3 separate regions of the Mus musculus genome follow, and regions 1 and 3 are each linked to region 2. The links are chromatin contacts, called in public Hi-C and HiChIP or PLAC-seq maps. All regions are on one chromosome and are shown on one strand. Each heading gives the region's core, a stretch centred on a gene start, on an enhancer-like site or on the middle of the called end of the contact. The rest is flanking DNA. Distances are from core to core; before and after follow the strand shown.

The links. A called contact is a pair of places that touch in the nucleus more often than the background predicts. HiChIP or PLAC-seq counts read pairs in DNA pulled down with a chosen protein or histone mark.
Region 1: a contact with region 2 is called in a Hi-C map of liver, with 4 times the contacts expected there. The contact joins the promoter of Lrp3 here to the promoter of Garre1 in region 2. A contact is called at or near these places in 2 of 39 promoter capture datasets (cranial neural crest and hippocampal neurons), 1 of 484 Hi-C or Micro-C datasets (liver) and 1 of 9 other capture datasets (pancreatic islet).
Region 3: a contact with region 2 is called in an H3K4me3 HiChIP or PLAC-seq map of embryonic hindbrain, with 5 times the contacts expected there. The contact joins the promoter of Slc7a10 here to the promoter of Garre1 in region 2. A contact is called at or near these places in 2 of 39 promoter capture datasets (cranial neural crest and hippocampal neurons), 1 of 115 datasets of contacts at active chromatin or transcription factors (embryonic hindbrain) and 1 of 9 other capture datasets (adipose tissue).

Annotation. Positions count from the first base shown.
Region 1 is chr7:35,213,529-35,216,781 of GRCm38.p6, forward strand. It overlaps Lrp3 (low density lipoprotein receptor-related protein 3), which reads right to left and starts at 1,817. Exons shown (of 8, transcript NM_001024707.2): 1 at 1,328-1,817. The coding sequence starts at 1,400.
Region 2 is chr7:34,312,079-34,315,564 of GRCm38.p6, forward strand. Garre1 (granule associated Rac and RHOG effector 1) reads right to left here and starts at 1,469. Exons shown (of 14, transcript NM_172741.3): 1 at 1,414-1,469.
Region 3 is chr7:35,184,769-35,188,280 of GRCm38.p6, forward strand. It overlaps Slc7a10 (solute carrier family 7 (cationic amino acid transporter, y+ system), member 10), which reads left to right and starts at 1,617. Exons shown (of 11, transcript NM_017394.4): 1 at 1,617-1,882. The coding sequence starts at 1,714. Gm38988 (a long non-coding RNA gene) reads right to left here and starts at 189. Exons shown (of 4, transcript XR_003946743.1): 1 at 1-189.

The DNA of each region.
Region 1 (3,253 bases), core at 567-3,066, 900 kb after region 2:
CCTTTCAAGCAGCCTTCTACCACCTTGAAGGACTTCCTCCTTTGATGGGCATTTGGGGTAACAATACCATCATCTTCCCTGCACCCCATGATCCTAAAGGCAGAGAGTGCTCTCCTGACACCGGCACAGTAAGTGTCCACCTCAGTAGGAATGTCCATTGCTTCAGTTGGCTCCAGGCTGAGACAGAGTCTAAGCCAAATGAAAAGAATTCTAACAGCCTGGGGACCAGGGTGCCCCCCCTCCATGATTGAGGCACTCATCTCAGGAGCAGTGATTCTACATTTGATGAAGAAATAGGGGTATTCACCCCATCTGCACCCCCAGGGCATTCTGGTTCTGTTAGACCCAGACACGGGCATCTCCTGAGCAAGGAAGCCCTCACCTTTGCCCTGCCCACCTGGGAAACACAATAGCCAGGACCCAGACACAGTGACCACTAGCAGCAGGTGAAGCAGGAACTCAGGGCATATAAGCCACTGCTTAGATTAGCTCACATAGCCTGTGCAGTAGTCCTCTCCTGGACACTCACCCTTCTCTATTCCTGGAGGCCAGATGAGAGTTACAGTTTAAAAAGAAAGAGCTGCCCCACACCCCTCACAACTTTGTCACTTCAGTGGTTTTAGGGAGCCTGTCACATTCCTAGGCCCTCAACAGTGATATCACTGGGTGTCCCCTAATGACCCAGCTCTTCTAAGGGCCTCCCTCCTTCATCAAGGTAAATAAAGAACCATGTGGGTTGGGGATTTAACTCCTTCCTTCCCCTCTCCTGCAATGGGCTCTGGGAAAGTGGACAGAAATTTTTCCTGGTCAGGGAAGGAGCCTTCTAACCTAGGTTCCAGTCCTGGCGGGTTCTTGGCCCTCCCCGGAACAGACTCAGACCCCCCCCCCCAACCCCCATCAGGGATGAACCGACCTATGACCATCTGGGTCTGGGAAGACACAATGGGAAAATGAGTTCTCACATCTGCCTCCCTCCCCCCCGCCACAAGCCCCCATGCTGAGTCCCCATCTTTTGGCTAGCTCCCAGGCCTGTCCAGGACTCCAGGCAGGAAAGGGTTCCTTCTTTAGGGAGCAGTAGTCCAGGCCTTTGTCCACAGCTCTGGAAGCCAGAGCACCACTCAGGCAGGCCGGGCTGGAAAGCATCAGGAAGACCCCAGCCTCTCCCAGGAACCCAAGGCCAGCGTTCTCGTCCCCCAGCTCCGGGCCTGGGGTTCTGCTGTGGTGGGAGGCTCCCTCCTCGGCAGCCCAAGGGTGCCTGGGCGCGGAAGCCATCGCAGTGCAGGCTCCAAGCCCTCCCATCCCGCCCGGCCCCTCGCGGCCCACTCACCCAGGCAGACGACTGCGAGCGGCGCCCTGGCGCCCGGCGCCCCCTCCGGCCCCGCGGCCGCGCGCTTCTCCATGCCGGGGCGGGCCGCGCGCGGACGCCTGCTGCCCTGCGGCCGGGGCTCCGCCTGGGGCTAGGGCTGGCGCGGCGGCTGCGGCCCGGGTGCGGGCGGCGGCTGCGGCGGCGTCTTTGTGCGGCGGCGGTGCAGGCCCGCAACGCGCGGGGCCACATCGGCCGCGGCGTCACGGGCCCCGCGGGGGCTCAGCGGCGGTCGCCAGGGAAGACCCTCGCCCGCCGCTGTCCCGGAGCCCCGGCCGGCGCGCCCAGCCCGGCCTGCGCACCGAGACCTCCGGCGCGCCCATGCCCCGGCGCGCCCTGCCCGTCGGTCCCCGGGCCGCCCGCGCTGCGCCGCACGGTGCCTACGAGGGTGCGTCGCTCGGTCCGTCCGTCCTCCCGGCCGGCCCCTCGCCTAAGCCCGGAGCCGGGAGGCCGCGCCGCGCTAGCCACGTGACGCGCCCGCCGAGCCGCAGTGGCGCTGACAGGGCGGGCGGAGGAGGCTGGGGCGGGCCGGGGGGCGCACGCCCCGCCTCGGGGTGCTGGACAGCTCCACGCACGCGGCTCCGACCGGAACCCGCTAGCTCTGAACCTTGGCTCAGCGATTAGGGCTGGCATTGCGCCTATGGTCCGGGGAAGCGCTCGCCTTCGCCCTTTGATCCCAAGATCTGGTCTCTTTCCCGAAGCCAGGCGACTGTGCTGGGGAAGAGAGGGAGACTGAGGTGGGATGGCGTGGAAAGGGCTGATGGGGGCCAAGACAATGAGTCGAGGCCCAAGGTTGGGACCTGACTTCTTCCTAATGCAATGCGTTCCTGGCTGATTTGCTTTGGGAATTCTCTCCTCCTGCTGGCCCTCTGTCCTTCTCATTTACCTCATCCTGTCTCTAAAGTGGCTCCCTTGTAAAAAGTGAGGCCTGTGTGGAGACATTGATGAGAACCCTGAGAGGACTTTGGACACCCAGTTGTGCCCCTGACCAGCTCAGTTACCCCCTCATCCTCTAGGGAACCGCGATGATGTATGCTTTTTAAGCGTGTGGTTGTAGTCTGGAGACAACCTGTCAACCAAGGGTTTGAATCCAGGAGAGGCAAAAACCAGAATGAACTTGGAAGAGGAATTGAGGAGTTGGGGTCAATTGAGGTCAGCTGTTCTTTAAAACTGATGCTAAATCAGAGGTCCCCAAATACCCCCGAGCAAGGAGGCTCCGCAAGCTGGGGTGAGCCTCACCTTCCACACACACACCCATGGTCTTTAGCTTTTGTGCGTGCCCTCACAAGCACTGCCACTCATTAAGATTATGAAGGCTGAGGGAAACAACGGTCCATTAGTGAAAGCTGTGGACACAGGAATTCGTTAACTTCATTTTCACTGTACAGGAACCAAAAGTGTTTCTTTGGGGGAACTCTGAGTCTTTCTGTGCTTTCTTGTTCTCCTTCTAAGCCTTTTGTGATTATGCCAGAGTAGATTTTCCCAGTAAGTATTAAAGGGTTTTTAAAATCGGGTAATGAGGGGGCGGCGGTTGGACAGGTAGCTTAGTGGTTAAAAGTTCTTGCTGATCTTCCAGGGGACCTGAGTTCGGTTCCTGCACCCACGTTGGTTTACACTTCCGATTCCAGGGTGTCTGACAGCCTTTTCGGGCCTCCTCGGGCACCAGGCACATGTATAGCTCACATAGACACATGCAAGCAAAATACTTGGTGGCACATGCAAGCATCACACATAACATTGCAATTGCAAATAGCCCATAATCCAGAAGAGGAATTTTTGAGTTTATGACCAGACCTGTACCACCATGACCCCAGAAAGAAAGGAAGAAAGAAACAAGCAGAATGGCATGGATTCTCTCTCTCTCTCTCTCTCTCTCTCTCTCTCTCTCTC
Region 2 (3,486 bases), core at 219-2,718:
AAAAACTTACTATTTTCAAGGCACATAAAAACCTCCAAACGCACACCGAATCAAGCTCGCAAGTAGTCTTTTACAAATACATTCTTAGAACTTTAAGCCTAAAATAAGATAATAAGACAACAATGGTTACCTGGATGACTATACTGCCACTTGGGAAATATGTCTTAAAAATAAAAACAAATACAAAGGCAAGGCCTCTTGGCCTGTGTCTTTAATTCTAGCACTTGAGAAACTGAAGCAGAGAGATCTCTGTGAGCTTAAGGCCAATCTGGTCTACACCGTGGGGGTCTGTTCAAAATAAGTATGAGTAAATAAACAAATTTTTTAAAAAAGGTTAAAAATGTTAAAGCAATTATGAGAAGCAAACACAGATGTAATTTTCTACAACAGTGCGTTTGAGGTTTCCAAGCATATCCACAAGGAGAAAAACGGAATGTTACCTTTGACCCCCATTTGTAAATTTAGCCGAAGACAATAATCAAATAAATCCTTTTTGCCACAAGTGTTTTTTCTTGTGACAGGGACAATCAAATATTCATTAGAGTTTGGATAAATTATGGTACTCGATGTTCTACTACAAAACCTCTAAGAGTGACAGTATATATATCTGCACTTACTGATGTCACCAAAATGTTAGGAGCGGTTGTCACCGAGTCGCCGTGGTCATTTTCCCTCCTGACACTTTGTATACAGTGGCGAGTGTTTTTTACAAGGACAGAAGAATGAATCGCTTTCATAATGGCAACGGGTGGGGAAGGGCAAGGACAATCTATTTTCAAACTGGGGGCTCCCCAGGCTGATCGTTTCCCAGGCAATTTTGGTTAAAGTATAAACAAAATTCTTATCATGCCAAACAGGCATGCTCTTTTTCCCCTGCTCCACGAGGAGCAGGAAGACACACCCCTGACCCCGGCGCTCGCCCGACGGGTGTGGGTCCTTCCTCAGTCCTAGCCCAGCCTCGGCCCTCCTCTGACCCCCGCCGCGCCCACGGGCTCAGAGGGAGCCAGGAAGGGGCGCGCGGCCGGCCGGGGAGCCGCGGGGCGGCCTGAGGGCAGCGGCGCCCGCCTGTGCCCGTGGACCCAGGTCGCCCACAGGCCGCCAGCCCCGGGCGCACGGCGCCCCGAGCTTCCGGGAGCGGATCCCCCGCGGCGGCCCAAGGCAGCCGCGTCCTTCAGCGCCAACGCGCCCCTCAGGGTCTCGTCCCGGGCGCGCGCCGAGAGGCCCCTCCGGGCTTCCGTCCGCCCGGCCAGCGCCCGCCGAGCCCGGCGTCCTCCACAGCAGGCGGGCGAGGGACGGCGCCGAGGGAAGCGGCACCCCGCGAGCTCGCCTCGATGCCAGTCGCCCTTGCGACCCGCCGCCCGCTACCCCTAGCCAGTCCCCGCCGACCCGAGCCCGCTGGCGACCGTACCTCACCTGCGAAGCGCCCCGGCTCCGGCGCACCGCCCGGACCGGCTGTGTACACCGGAAGTGACGTCGGCGGGCGGCCCCGCCCCCGCCCCAGGCGGTCGCTGCGGTTTCCCCGGCCGGAGCCCACCCTCCCCTCGTGCTGGATGGGCGGCGGCGAAGCTCTGCGTTCCCTCCCTGTTTCCAGACCTAGTCGGAACCCTGCTGAGGGGCTCGGTTGCGTCCTCGCGTATTTATCATTGAAATTAATGATAGAACCATTGATCGCTAGACATCACACCTGACAGACGATGTAGGAGCGGGATAGTACTAGCACCCTCAGGGATTGCTTCGTGAGCGGTGCCAACAGAATACTACTGTCACAAATCACTGTAATGATGTAGTGCCATTTGTGGCAGATGGTAGGAGGGGAAAGTAGAAGAGAGAAGGAGAGAGTACCCCGACCCAATGGAAGTGGATGTCCAGATAATTACCCTCCGGGTTAGATCAAGAGCTAAGATCCCTAAAAGAAAAAGGAAAAAAAAAAAAAAAAAAAAGGAATTTTAAAACAAAACCTGAGGAGGACTACATGACAGCACACAGCAAAACACAAATAGGCGAAAGGGACCCGAGATCGTAGCTCGGAGATAGAGTACTACTCAACTTGTCAGGGGCACATATTACAGCCCCAGGGTTTTGCAATGAGAGTTTGGGAGGTTAAGACACATGTTTTAGGCTGGGAGTGGTGGTGCATACCTTTAAGTCCCAGTCACTCAGAAGACAGAAGCAGGCAGATTTCTATGAATTTGAACCCTGCCTGGTCTACATAGCAAATCCAGGGCTAGCCAAGGCTACATAGAACCTGTCTCAAAAAAAAAAAAAAAAAAAAAAACCACACACACACAAAAGGTGAATAATTATCAAATGTTTCATTGTCAGAAAACTAGAGAAGATAGGATTTATCTAAGAACATTCCAAACTCCCTGTTTTAAACAAGGGCTTATTTGGCAGTACTTGGGAAGCTGTCAGGATTGCCCAGACTCGAGGTCTGAAACCCGGAGGCAGGAATGGTTGTATCAGGCTGAAATCCAGTTTAGTGGTAAAGCACTTACTTAGCACAGGACAGGCATTGGGTTCACCCTCAGCATTAGGGGAAAGTATGGATGTAGATTTTGATGCAGTATTTGAAAACAACAAAATCTTTCAGGACTGGGTTGTGCTTGGCCCCAGATCCTAGGGTGCTAGAGACTCAGTGATCATTAAAGGTCCACCCAGGTCAGGGGCTACAAAGTTGACGTTCTCACAGTGATAAAGATGAAAGACATAAACACTTAGAGGAGTAACTGAAATGAAGGCAAATTTATTACAGAGAAATAAAGAAAAGTTAAAAAAGGGTGGTTGTGGGGCTGGTGAGATGGCTCAGTGGGTAAGAGCACCCGACTGCTCTTCCAAAGGTCCTAAGTTCAAATCCCAGCAACCACATGGTGGCTCACAACCACCCGTAATGAGATCTGATGCCCTCTTCTGGAGTGTCTGAAGACACCTACAGTGTACTTACATATAATAAATAAATAAATAAATCTAAAAAAAAAAAAAAAACGGTGGTTGTCTGAGTCTCTGTCTCAGGCCAGCCTGGTCTACAGAGTGAGTTCCAGGACAGTCAGGGCTATACAGAGAAGAAACCCTGTCCAAAAAAAAAAAAAGGTGGTAGTAGTAGTGGTATACACAGGGGGGAAAAAAAAGTAGCACATTTACTATGTTCTGGGGCCTGGGCAATGGCTCAGTGGTTAAGAGCACTGGTACTTCTGGCACCCACCTGGTGGTTCACAACCATCATTACTCCAATTCCAGGTGATCTGATACCCTCTTCTGACCTCCTCAGGCACCAGGCACACATACAGGCATGTAAAGCACTCATACACATAAAAGAAAATAAATCCATTCAACAAAATAAAAACATATTCTATACAGAGTGAGTTCTAAGACAGTCAGGGCTACACAGAGAAACCCTGTCTCAAAAAAACAAACAAACAGGACTGAAGAGGTGGCTCAGTGGTTACGAGCACTAAATGCTCTTCCAGAGGACCTGAGTTCAATTCCCAG
Region 3 (3,512 bases), core at 367-2,866, 870 kb after region 2:
CTTCTGGCCTGTGACTCTGATGCCACCCTCTGCCCCTTGACAAAGAGCCTCAGGGGAAATCCTTCTGGCTGGACCCTAACCCAGGCGACCTTGGCATTGCAAAGACAACGGAGTCGCTAGTCAAATCAGAAAGTCAAGCCTCTCAGGTCCTTACTACCTGCAACACTCATGAGTGTCCTGGGTATCAGGACCGCTCTCCCCTATCCCAGCCCACCCCAGCCTGACCCAGCACCGCACGAGGTTCCTTTAAGAGAGTCTTGCCACGTTCAGCTTATCGTCTCTGGGGCGGGAGGCAGAGGTCGCCAAGAATGTTGGGCTTCGTCGGGAGTGCGAAGGATGAAGCTCTGCCGAGTGGCTTCCCCCTCCTGGTCCCCCCAGAGTCCTCCCTCTTCTATTTATCAAGTCCCCGCCCCAATTTCGAAGTACCAGGCCCTGGCCAAGACCCCACCTCCGTGCTCCGCCCCCAGCCCAGGCTCTTGGGCTCCTGAACTCGTCCCATCTCGGGTCCTCCCTGCCCTTCCCCAGCAAACTCTGAGGCCGCGATCGGGGGAAGGACCGGTGGCCCCGAGTGGCCTCATCCTCATGCAGGGGACGGCGCGACGCAGCTATCGCCAGCAACACACAAAAGCTGTTCCGCCGTCGGCCACACCGTGCCAGCCTCGCTCCGCCCGCCGCCCCGGTGGCCCCGACGCGGCCCTGCTCCCTCGCACCACCCGCGCATGAATTTGCCCCGCGATCTGGGCTGCACCGCCCAATGGCTTCCGGGAGGAGGCAGGCTTCCCAGGATCCTGGGCCCGATACCTCCTTGCTACCACAATTGTTCTCTTCCCGTCTCTCTGGCACTTCCAGCGGTCTGGTCACCTTGAGCCATGCTAGACGGCCTGGGCCAAAGTCCCAGTCCACTGTGCCCTGACTGACCTGTGTAGAGGAGTCTGCGGTGGGGACCTAAGGCTGGACCCGAAGAGGAATTAGGGGATGCTGAGGCAGGGATAGATTTGATGGTGATGGGGACTGTCCCAAACTCCCAGGATGCCCGGGGCCCCACTGGGGTCTCCTTATCTTCAACTCTTCTCAAGCCTTTTGCCTTCAGAATTGTTTTAAGGACAGTCTCCATTCATCCCAAATGACTCAGTCAGGACCGCCTAGAGGCCAGGGAGCTATCAAAAAGTCTTCATGGAGACCGTGCCACTGTCAGGCTAATTGCCGCTAGGCGGTGGTTTTCAACCTGTGCAATGCCCACCCTTCACAAATGGGGCTTGAGGGATTTAGAAAGTACAGGCTGGGGCATGCAGCACCGCCTACCCCAGCACGTCTTGCTCACACTCCTTGAGCGCAGGGACAGCCTGGTCTTTGAGCTCTTCTCCCCCACCTCACCCAAGTCTGGGTGTAGCCCCTTCGTTCACTCAACTAGGAAGTCCTTTCTAAGTCTGATCCCAGTCCCCTCCTGTCTCCCCTGACTAGGGTTGGGGGTGGGGGGGAAGGGGGAGTTCCCTTTAAGGGCGGTGGGGGAGGGGGCTGCCGGCCGTCCCTCCTTCCGTCCCTCCCTGGATCCAGCCGCCCGGGGGCCCCCGGGGGCCCGGGCCCCGTGCCAGCGCATGCGCCCGCCTGTGGGCGCTGTCCCGGGCTGCGAGGGCCGCGAGCGCACCGACAGACGAACCGACCGACGGAGGACTGGCTGCGGGCCGGACAGACGGGGTAGCGCAGGGAACTGGGATGAGGCGGGACAGCGACATGGCAAGCCACATACAACAGCCAGGCGGGCACGGGAACCCCGGCCCTGCGCCCTCGCCTTCCCCGGGCCCTGGTCCCGGCCCGGGCGCCTCGGAGCGGGTGGCACTCAAGAAAGAGATCGGGCTGGTGAGCGCTTGCACCATCATCATCGGTGAGTAGGGCGTACATAGCGTGGAAGTACTGGGGGAACCCCTTTATGTTCCTCCCTCACGAAGACCATAAGACCACAGGGGCAAAGGAACCCTTCGAGCACCTGCTGCCATAGCTGGAGAATACACTTGACCCCATTCGGAACAGAACCTGGCAAACCAGTCACAAAACTTCTTGCCCTCACCTCCCCAACCTCTCTGAAAATTTGCGCCTGGAAGGGGGTGGGGGTTCGGGTGGGGGCTTTCCTTGCTGCAACCCTCCCCTGGCCTTCACTCAGCTGAGGGGCTTTACCAAGGCAAGTCCCCTGTTCCCACCTAGGAAACGGAAATAATTGCTAGGCCTGGCTTGAGTGGCAAGTTCTGGGCTGCAGGGCAGCCTGTGTGCATCCCTACTGTGTGCCAGATTCAAGTGCCAGGGAAGTGAAGCCATCTGTTCTTGGAAAGCAGGAAGGTAAATGGCCGGGTAGAGTCTAAAGCAAGGGTTAAAGGCCACGAAGCTGACCTTCCTGGCAGAGGTGGCCACAGAATCCGAGGAGAGGTAGCGAAGTAGCCAGGAGCAGACCAAGCCTCCAGGAGAGCACCCACTCAGCCCTGGGATCCAAGTGAGCACTCTCGTGATCTGGTGGCATCTGAATGGGTGCTCTCATGGCCTGGCCCCTCTCGCTCTTCCTACAGATGGTGCTTTTTGCATAGGTAGAATGCCCCGGGGACAGGGTTGGGCAGCAACCCCACCTCTGTCTGTCCCTTGACTCCTGAAGGAGAACTGGACTAGACCTCTTGGGCGGGGCCTTTTCTGATTCCCTGTGCCCAGGAGTTGGGGGTCTAAAAGAGCAGTAATTGGGGTCTTGATTGTCCCCTTTCCCAGCCAGTAGGAAGTGGCACACAGTAGGGATGCAGCCAAATAGCTCTCTTTCTGCCCTTTGACCCCTGGAGATAGAGAAAGGCTGAAGTGTGTGTGTGTGTGTGTGTGTGTGTGTGTGATCTTTACCTTCTGCTCTGTGCCCTTCCATGAGAAACTCCAGCTGGAGAGATGTAGTGTCTCTTGGGTATCCCCTGCACTCCTACCCAGAGTCACCCCTGAACCCAGCTCCAGAGAATTCCACCACCTGCCTTCTTCCTTCTAGAATGCTTATCTCCCAGGGACTGGTCCTGATGTCCCTCCAGCCCCCCTGACTGTCTGATAATAGAAAGGACCGAGCCTGTGGGCCAGGCCAGAGCAGTGGTTAGAGCTTTGCCTTCAGCCAACACCATTTTCAGGGTACTGTACCTCCTCCCCGCAAAAGGGAAGCCTACTTATCACTTGGGTCACTGGTGGGGCTGGCTATGGTGCCAGAGAGGTTCAGAGATGGTGGAGAGGAGAGCCTAGCATCAGAGGCTGCCAGGCTGCCAGCCATCTGCAAGAGGATGGGAATGGTGGTGTAGGGGAGAGATGAACACCCAGTCCACCATTTTGCTCCTTCTCCATTCAGGCTTTGGAGGAACTGGTGCCCCGGAGCCTGGCTCTGGGCCGCCAGCTCCCTTCCCATTTCAGCCTGTTCTTGCTTCACTGTTCCCCCTTGGCCTCCAGAAGATGAAGGCTGAGGAGGAGGGTGGAAGTCAACTGCGCTAACCAAGAAACAGAACTCAACCACT